Linked DNA regions of Bos taurus: region 1 is linked to region 2. The links are chromatin contacts, called in public Hi-C maps. All regions are on one chromosome and are shown on one strand. The core of a region is the stretch at or near the end of the contact, and the rest is flanking DNA. Distances in the headings are between cores, read along the strand shown. Region 1 overlaps SYN3 (synapsin III). Region 2 overlaps SYN3 (synapsin III).

The links. Hi-C and Micro-C count contacts between places; a contact is called where the count stands out from the background.
Region 1: a Hi-C map of an unstated tissue shows a contact between it and region 2, with 2.9 times the contacts expected there. A contact is called at or near these places in 2 of 11 Hi-C or Micro-C datasets (liver and an unstated tissue).

The regions. Positions count from the first base shown.
Region 1 is chr5:71,553,722-71,558,170 of ARS-UCD2.0, forward strand. It overlaps SYN3 (synapsin III), which reads right to left. Exons shown (of 13, transcript NM_001191357.1): 2 at 4,443-4,449. Among named protein-coding and RNA genes, the nearest start is that of SYN3, 22 kb to the right of the region's middle.
Region 2 is chr5:71,244,967-71,249,506 of ARS-UCD2.0, forward strand. The region is part of intron 5 of SYN3 (synapsin III); the gene reads right to left. Among named protein-coding and RNA genes, the nearest start is that of FBXO7, 150 kb to the left of the region's middle.

The DNA of each region.
Region 1 (4,449 bases), core at 235-2,734, 310 kb after region 2:
TATATCTTACACTAGAGTCACAGTCCTAACTTTCACACCATACTTCTTCTCACAAATATTAAGAATTTGTTTAACTCAAATTTTAGGTCTTGTTTTCTCCTCATGAGATGTTAATAAGTTAAGTCTCCCCAGTCCTGCTCCTCTTCCGCTGAGCTTTTGAATAGGATCTTATATTGTATCCTTACTCAGTTGGATCATATCAAATTTAATCCACCATACTCTCTCCCATTAACTTCAAGTCATCAGCAAATGTAATTCGATAAATCACAGTTGAGAAGGAGATGTACAACACAGCCAAGGGCAGAGCTCTTTGGCAAAGTGTTAGATGTATTTCTCTCAAGGTGAATTACCATCAAGTAGTCATTTCCTCGTGGGGGTTATGTCCAACCTGCTGCTGCTGCTGCTAAGTCGCTTCAGTCGTGTTTGACTCTGTGCGACCCCATAGACGGCAGCCCACCAGGCTTCCCCGTCCCTGGGATTCTCCAGGCAAGAACACTGGAGTGGGTTGCCACTGCCTTCTCCAATGCATGAAAGTGAAAAGTGAAAGTAAAGACGCTCAATCGTGTCCGACTGTAGCGACCCCATGGACTGCAGCCTACCAGGCTCCTCCGTCCATGGGATTTTCCAGGCAAAAGTACTGGAGTGGGGTGCCAGCTACCAATCCACAAAACTGAATTAACTAACACCCAACCTCCACTTCTTTATCTCACTGACAATTATTTCTTGAAATATAACACAGCCTTTATGACAATATCTACAGTTAGGATCTACTCTAAGAAGGACTGCCCCAGAAAGAATGGTGGATGGTAGGCTGAAGTAGGTATGAAAAATATACACATGATGTATATACATGATGGTCTTGAATGCTTAAATTCTTTTAAGGGGGAAATTCCATCTTTGCTCCCAGCAGACAAAGTTGAGGAAATATAAAAAGAGGAGAAGATGAACAGGACTTCAACCAACAGCCTTCCCTAGGATCCATATGCATCTACCGAAGCCCATCTCAACTCCACTATCATGCAAGGACAGGACTCCAAAGGAGCCACGGGCATTCCTACGTAAATCAGAGGAGAAGGATCTTTACCTTCTCCTGCCTTTCTTTCCATCTGCTGGAGCAATGCACTGCCACTTAGGCTTTGGTACCTCTGTTAACACCGAGGAAAGACTATTATAATTTTGGTCTTTTTATTAAAGAAAAATGAAGTCCAAGGCTCTGCTCCACCAAGTACTAGCCAGCTAGTCTCAGAACTTTGAGTCTACTTGGTATTAATCCATTCATCAACCTCACTGCTGAGTCCCACAGAGGGGTGACTTGTACCTGTGGAGAAAGAGATCCTTTGCCTCAAATATAAACAGAAGAGAGCTTGACATGCCAGCCACCCTGGCTGGAACCTCTCAGGCCCTGCGAGGACACTGCTGAGAGGCCCTGCAGAGCCAGCAGGGCATTCTGGGTAATGGGATGCAACATGAGGCAGTTTCCCCCACTGGCCTCCCCAGGGTTTCTTGATTCCTGGCTCTGCAAAAGCTGAGGCAAACAGTTTTTGAACTGGGGGGAAGAGGGTGGAGAGAAGGGGCGGAGGCTTCCTTTAGGCCAACCACAACTAACTCATTTGCTCTGTCCAGCAAAACCCAGACAGTGCAATTATCTGGTTAATTTGGCCCTTACTTGGGAGACAGAATTCCAAAATGTGAGGCCAGCTCAGACTAAACAGTGGCTTCCATCCTAAGACTTCTCCTAAGTACTAAAGGATGCATATGAGATTCCTAGGGGGTTGCTTATGTGACCCACCCATCGATCCAGATGGGAAAAGACAAACAATTCAGACTCTAGGATGAGTTAAGGAAGACGTATCTTCCAGGGAAAAATGCCCAAATGACTGCTAATTGGCCTCTTGGATAATTTGCCTTCTGATTGCCACAGAGGGAAATGACGAGAAATCAAGATGACTCTAAATTAGCCAACTTTTCCAGTGTGGCTGTAGCCTTCAGAGGTTGGCTGAGTGTCCCCAGGGTCCTGGGTGAGCTATTCTTAGGACAACTCTCTCTGATGCTCCTGCTTACAGATTTACACCCATAAGTTGGGCCAGAAGCAGCATTGAGATAAAGGGCAAAATTAAAACATGCTCCTGGGGTTTCACGAATGGAGTGAGACAGCTAGCAACTGAGCATTTACCAGATGGTTTATGGAAAACTCAGATTTTTGAGGGAAGATTAAAGAACAGCAATTTATCTCTGTTGGAAACTGACAAGCAGATTGGAATCTGTGGAATCCATCAGTTAGTCATTCTGCAAATATTTGCTTCCACTCTAATATGTGCCAGGCCCTGTGTTATTTAACAGAGTGAGATCCAAATAGTCATGGTCCCTACCCTCATGCAAATAATACCACATCTAAATATGTGGTTAAAAACTCAGATAAGGGCTAGAAAGGAAAAACTGGGGTGCTAGGTAAGGGAATAACCGGGTTTTCTGATTTAGATTGCGGTGGGAGGGCTCAAATAAAGAATGTCCGAGAAAAGAATTTTAAACTTAACACTTTTAAAGCTTTGATTTTTCAGAAAGATCAGCCTGGTTTTAGTACAAAAAATAAATTGGAAGTGGATGAAAATACGAAGTTAGGAGGCTATTGATTATGAAGACAGGATGAGAGCTGATGATGGTTCAGCCAAGGAATTGGCAATGGGAACAGAGAAGAATGGATAGACCAGAGGGATGTGGGCTGTGGCGTCTATAGCATGTGGTGAACAGGTATAATGGTGGAGGGAAAAGGAGGCAGCCAGGAGACTGTGCAGTTTCTAGCTAAGATGCCAGGTAGATGGTAGAGAGAGGATTTGGGAGGATGAATAGGTTAGGGTCAGGGGAAGAGTGTCCTCAATCATTCCACACCCCGAGCTTCCACTTTCCTTACCTCTGCTCACGCTGATTCAGTCTCCTCACTCTTCCTGTTGCCATCATCACTTGTTGAAATCCTAGCCATTCTTTACAATCCATTTCAAATACCACCCCCTCGTTGAAGTCACTTGGACTCCTCCAAATAGCTGTGGCCTCTGCTGCCCACAGCACTAAGTTTGGATCTCTCTTTCCTGGATTCCACCTGTGTTGGGTTCTGTGAAGACTTACCCTGCCTCCCTTCCTAGACCACAAGTTATTTGGGATAGCGCCTCTGCTTCTCTATCCTTGTTCTGCACATGTGAGCTAGCTAGCATAGTAGATGTTTGACAAATGTTTGTCAAGTGAACAAAAATAACCCGCTCTTTGCCATGGAAGGAAAACCAGTAGACACTGGACTGACTTGAAAGCCACAGGATCAAATTGAAATTCAAGCTGTAGGTGTTTTAATATTAAGCCAACTCAAATTTGATGCTCAAAAAGCTTTCTGTTCCTCCAACACATCAAACTCAGAGTGCTGGAAAAGTCACATCCTTTGATTTTTCTATGGTGCTTTTCTGAGTTCATCTTACAGCAAGAGCCTTTTCCATCTTATTGCTTGCCTTTGATGATGAGGATGATGATAAATGGGTAACATCTACTAAGTGTTATTGTATGCCCTGTGCTGGTCTAAGTACTTTTCTTGGACTAACTCATTCGATCCTCTTGGCTACCCTATCAAGCTGATGCTCTATTCCAGTGGTAGATGAAGAAACTGAATTTTGGGGGGCTTAAGTATTGTTGAACTAATGTCACAAAGTTAGTTGGGACTGGAACCAAGAGTTGAGCTCCAGAGTCCATGCTCTCATGCGCTCTCCTAAGGCCAAGCACAGTGCTTGGCATTGAGTTGGTCCCCAGCAAGTCTTCAGTGAATGAAGGGGAGGAGTCCTAGATCTGGAGGCCACAAGTTCTGGGCCTAATTCTACCACTGACTTCCACTATAACCTTGGGTAAGTCTGTGCTTTTTTTCCCTATAAAATGAAGTGTGTGGATACTAGTGGTAATAACAAGAGCCAGTAGTCGAGATTCTAACCTCTTTTGAGGCTTTAAATAATTTAATCCCAAGGAAAATGAGACACAGAAAGACTCACTTGCCCAATACCTAGAAAATGAGGGAGTCGGGATTCAAACCCATTGTGCGCCCACACTGTGCTTCCAAAGAGACACCTCAGGGACCATGGTGGGGAACAGAGGGAGGTGGAACAGAATGGAGCAGACTTTTGGGCTCCCTATGCCCATTTCCATCAGAGAAGCTCTATGTGTCTCTCTTTGTTAGAATGGGCCCTACTTGAGATTCCTCTTGAATCAAGGTTCTGCTGCTAAAACAGAAAGGTTGAAAACTATTGTACTAAATAATTCTGGAATTTAAGACATCTTCCAGGTATAAGCCAGGATTTTTCTGGTAATCCTTACTCATTATAGTTTCAGAAGATGGGGGCCAAGTATGCTTCTGGGAATGGCTCTGCCTATAGAAAAGATCATGGTGATAGCACTAAAGACTAGCTCCAACCTACCTGTTCC
Region 2 (4,540 bases), core at 980-3,479:
CTAAGTCTGTAGACATATGAAGCTGGGCTGGAGTTCCTGTAATGACTTTTGGTGATGCTTGGATTAGTAAGTGAAGTGAGTGAAAATCTCTCAGTCATGTCTGACTCCTTGCGACCCCATGGACTTAGTTCATGGAATTCTGCAGGCCAGAATACGGGAGTGGGTATCCTTTCCCTTCTCCAGGGTATCTTCCCAACCCAGGTCTCCCACACTGCAGGCAGATTCTTAACCAGTTGAGCCACAAGGGAAGCCCAAGAATACTGGAGTGGGTAGCTTATCCCTTCTCCAGGGGATCTTCCCAACCCAGGAATCGAACCAGGGTCTCCCGCATCGCAGGCAGATTCTTTATCAACTAATCTATGTATCGAATAGACTGAAGCACATGGTGAGAAGGTCATTTCCTTTTCAAACAATTTTCAAGCCTTCAGATTCCATCAAGGAGAGTCTTCGTTTGGTGCTCTTTAAGTGTTTGTTCTCCATACCTGCAAACCTGTATCTTTCTCTTGGTGCTCACAGCAGGCAAGAGTTTCTGGCATGAATATCATAACGTTGCTTTGTTTTTGTAAATCTTTTAGTGGTTACCGTCCTTTGTTTATGGCAGAAGACACTGATTTTTCACTTACAGTAGTCATACTGAGTTTATCCTAGAACAAATTTAAGTTAAAATGTATCATAAAGAATAATCAGCAACTATATGAATTATATACAGTATGTGTGCACGAGCTCAGTCGAGTCCAACTATTTGCAACTCCATGGAGTATAGCCCACCAGGCTTCTCTGTCCGTGGAATTCTCCAGGCAAGTACACTGGATTGGGTTGCCATTTCCTACTCCATACATATATAGTATAGATAACACATAAATATGGTAAAAATTGTAAAGTTGGTGACTGATGATTGAAGTTTGAGGAAACTTAGACTGAAAATTTTGGTCCCAGTGAGAACCCTGCCCTCAGGGTTTTAATGGAGTGGTGTGATATATCTGCATTGGAAACCTGACTTTGTAAGGCCCTCTTAGGGACTTATTAGTTAAATGACCTTGAGCTGATTTCAAAGCCTTGGTTTCTTTAGCAATAAAATGAGAATGTCCTTCCACCTGCCTTGTGGGGTTGCTGCATGGATTGAATGATATAATGTACAGAAAGTAGAGGCTGAACACAGAGCCTGCTGCACAGGAACCACTAAAGTGGGCAATTAGGTTTTTTGTTGTTAGAAAAGCACTCTTTAAATGCTGAGGTGCTTGTCCGACAGTCAATGGTCGTGTATACAACGGCCGTGAATTTTATATTCCTTTTTCATGGTGAGTTTTAAGAGCATGAAGTGAAACCAAGAGGCCCTGGGTATGGAGAAAAGTTAGAAATAAGGAAACAAAGATTTCTGACCATCTCCTGTACTATTTTGCATCACTGTTCCTAATTTTCCATGCTTCTCTGAACCAATACCTGTTGGCAGGTAACTTTGTAATTTCTCCCATTAAAGGAGAAGTATATGTATCCTGTGCTTAATTTTGGGCTTGGTCACCTGACTTGCTTTGGCAAACAGGATACCAGTAGATATCTGGTAGAGGCTTAACAAGAGCTTGTGTGCTTGGGCATGGGCTCCTGTACCTCTGCACTTGCCATGCTGACAACGTGCCCTGGTTAGCTTGCTGGTCCATGTGGAGCCAAGTCTAGCTCGGCCCAGTCTTGTTTAGTTGCTCAGGCGTGTCCGAATCTGTTGCAACCCCATGGACTGTAGCCTGCCAGGCTCCTTGGTCCACAGGATTTTCTGGACAAATTTACTGGAGTGGATTGCCATTTCCTTCTCCAAGGCCAGGACCAGACCAGCCAATTCCCACCCAGAAGCAAGAGCAAGATTAATGGTTATCTTTAAAGCCACTGAGTTTTGGGCTGTTTTGTTAGGCATCATAGTTGTGGCACTAAGATGCTGATGACCCCTGTTATGTACCAGCTCAAGTGCTTTTACTTAGGCTTTTTAATTTGATTCTCCAACATCCCCATTTACTAATGAGGAAACTGAGACTTCATAAGCCCTTCTGGTCCAAGATCACACAGAAAGGAAAAAGCAAAGCTTGGAAGCAACCCTGTTCTGTCTGATTCCCAGAACATCTCTTTCCATTACATCATGAAAGAAAGGGGTGGGAGGTGGTGGAATGCCATGTGACTGGCCTCACAGCTGTGCTTCAGTCTGGGGCCGTCTATAGTCATCCCTGAGACCACGCTGGCCAATATCATAAATCTAAGATTGTGACATCATGGGATGACTCAGGCAGGAGGTGGCAGGACAGGGAAGCCCTGGTGAAGGGCTGGTCAGTATAAACCTCAGTCTAAATAGGAACAGGGCGGTAACATTAGTAGACAGGGTTGGGCCACAGAATTGGGTGGTTTGGGTCAAATAATGACTTGAAATTTATTTTGGAAAATATTTTCCCAAGTGTCTCACTGAGCCTTGTGGGAGTGAAAAAAATCAATGGGGAAAGCCAAGTGGGAAGGCTGATAGTGTTGGGAAAGCATGGTCAGCAGGACCTGACTGCATAAAATTCAGGGCATCAGATATTCAGGGGGGCAAACTCTGGCTATAGATCTCTTCCTCTAATTCCCCTGCCCTGTGAGTTGTTGCAGACTCAATCCCAAATCTCTCTATTCTTTAGTGATTACAATAACAACCAATGTTTACTGAGCGCATAGGAAGTGCTAGGCACTGTTTGGAGCACTTTCCACTTTAATTTACCCTCTCAATCCTGATAACAACCTGAAGTGGAAGATATTTCATTATCACCCTTTTATAAATGAAGGAGAAAACAGAGGCTTAGAGGACTGAAGTGAAAAACCCAAACTAATACAGCTATGAAGAGACAATGTTGGGACTTCCCTGGTGATCCAGTGGCTAGGACTCTATACTCCCAATGCAGTGGACCTGGGGTCAACCCCTGGTCAGGGGACTAAATCCCAGATGCTGCAACTAAGGATCCAGTGTGTCACACTAAGACCTGACACAGACAAATAAATAAAATTAAAGAAACAAAAAAAAGACACAGTTCTGGGACTGGAACTCTAGGCAGGGGTTCTCAGCCTCTTGGGTCTAATACCTGATGATATGAAGTGGAGCTGATGTAATAATAATAGAAATAAAGTTCACAATAAATATGATACTCCTGAATTACCCCCAAACCATCCCCCTATTCCACGATACTGGTCCCTGGTGCCAAAAAGGTTGGGGGATGCCTTGTGAGTGTAGTCGGAAGCACTTTGCTGTGTGTGTGTTTTTTGCACAGCATTGTAATGATCTGATCCTATCACTAAAGTGGATAGATGCATGTTAAGCACTTAGTTCAATGCTTAATATTAGAGACAATAAAAATATTATTATAACACCAAGAATTACTACTCTGATACGAATTTATTTTATAACTTTATAATGACTGCTTCCATAGTTTTACTTAGCGAGGGAAATTTTTTGTGGCAAAAATACTTTGGTAACTGATTAGGATAGAAAGAAATCTTTCTAAGGTCCTGGGATCAGCTGGAGCCAGGGCCTAATAGGTAGTAGGGAATGCCCTGAATAGAAGAGTAGAAGAAACTGGAGATGCTGGTGAACTGGGAGAGGGCTGAGGAGCAGAGATGAGAGAGCAGAGAAGACCAAGAAGATGAAGGCCATGCCTTGTGAGATGAGACTCCCCCTTGGGACCTCACTAAGCAGGTCAGAGAGCCCACTTAAGACACCATCTAGGTGGCAGATTATTGCCTGTGATGGGAGAAGGGGAAGCAGTTGAGCTTATGCTGCAGTTGATGTGCTGGCAGACAACAGTCATGGGTGGGCTGTGAGTTCTGAAGAAGATGAGTCCATCTGAGGGATTAGCAACATGTGAGGGAGGCCAAGGAATCTGCCTTGGATCCTAAAGGGTCAGGAGGTCTGCAGCTGACATGTGGGTGAAGTTGTTAATATGTGTACCATGGTCAACATGCCTATCTCTCTCCTTAGAATGCGTGCTCATTCATCTTGGCTCCCCAGGGCCAGCTCTGTCCTTGGAACTCAGCAGGCCTTGGACACATGTTTCTTGAGTGAGTGAATGAAAGTCTCAGAACTAAGGATCACTGGGGCCTGATTGCATGAATGCCAACTTGATCATTCTTGGAATCTCATCCCAAGAAGGTGCTTTAGACTCCTTAGGTTGTTTACATCTCAAGTCATGGAACTGCATGCCACCTTCCTGACCTGCTCCATGCTTCCCTAACTGCCACTGATGCCAACCTAACTCCATCTCTGAAGCTCATTTTTTAGACCTGAATTTGAGCATCATGTTGTACAGACCTTGTTGCTGCCATCTTCTCCTCCTCCCTTGAAGTGACATTAGAGCAGTGACTCTCAGCCAGGAACAATTTCCCCTTCAGTAAGCATTTGGCAATATCCAGACATATTTGTCATAACTGGGGAAGAGCGCTACTGAATCTAGTGGGGAGAGGCCATGGGTGCTTCCACATAGCCTACAGTGCATGTGACAGCCCTCCTCCTGGTCTTCGTCAGCTACTATGTGACTAACTA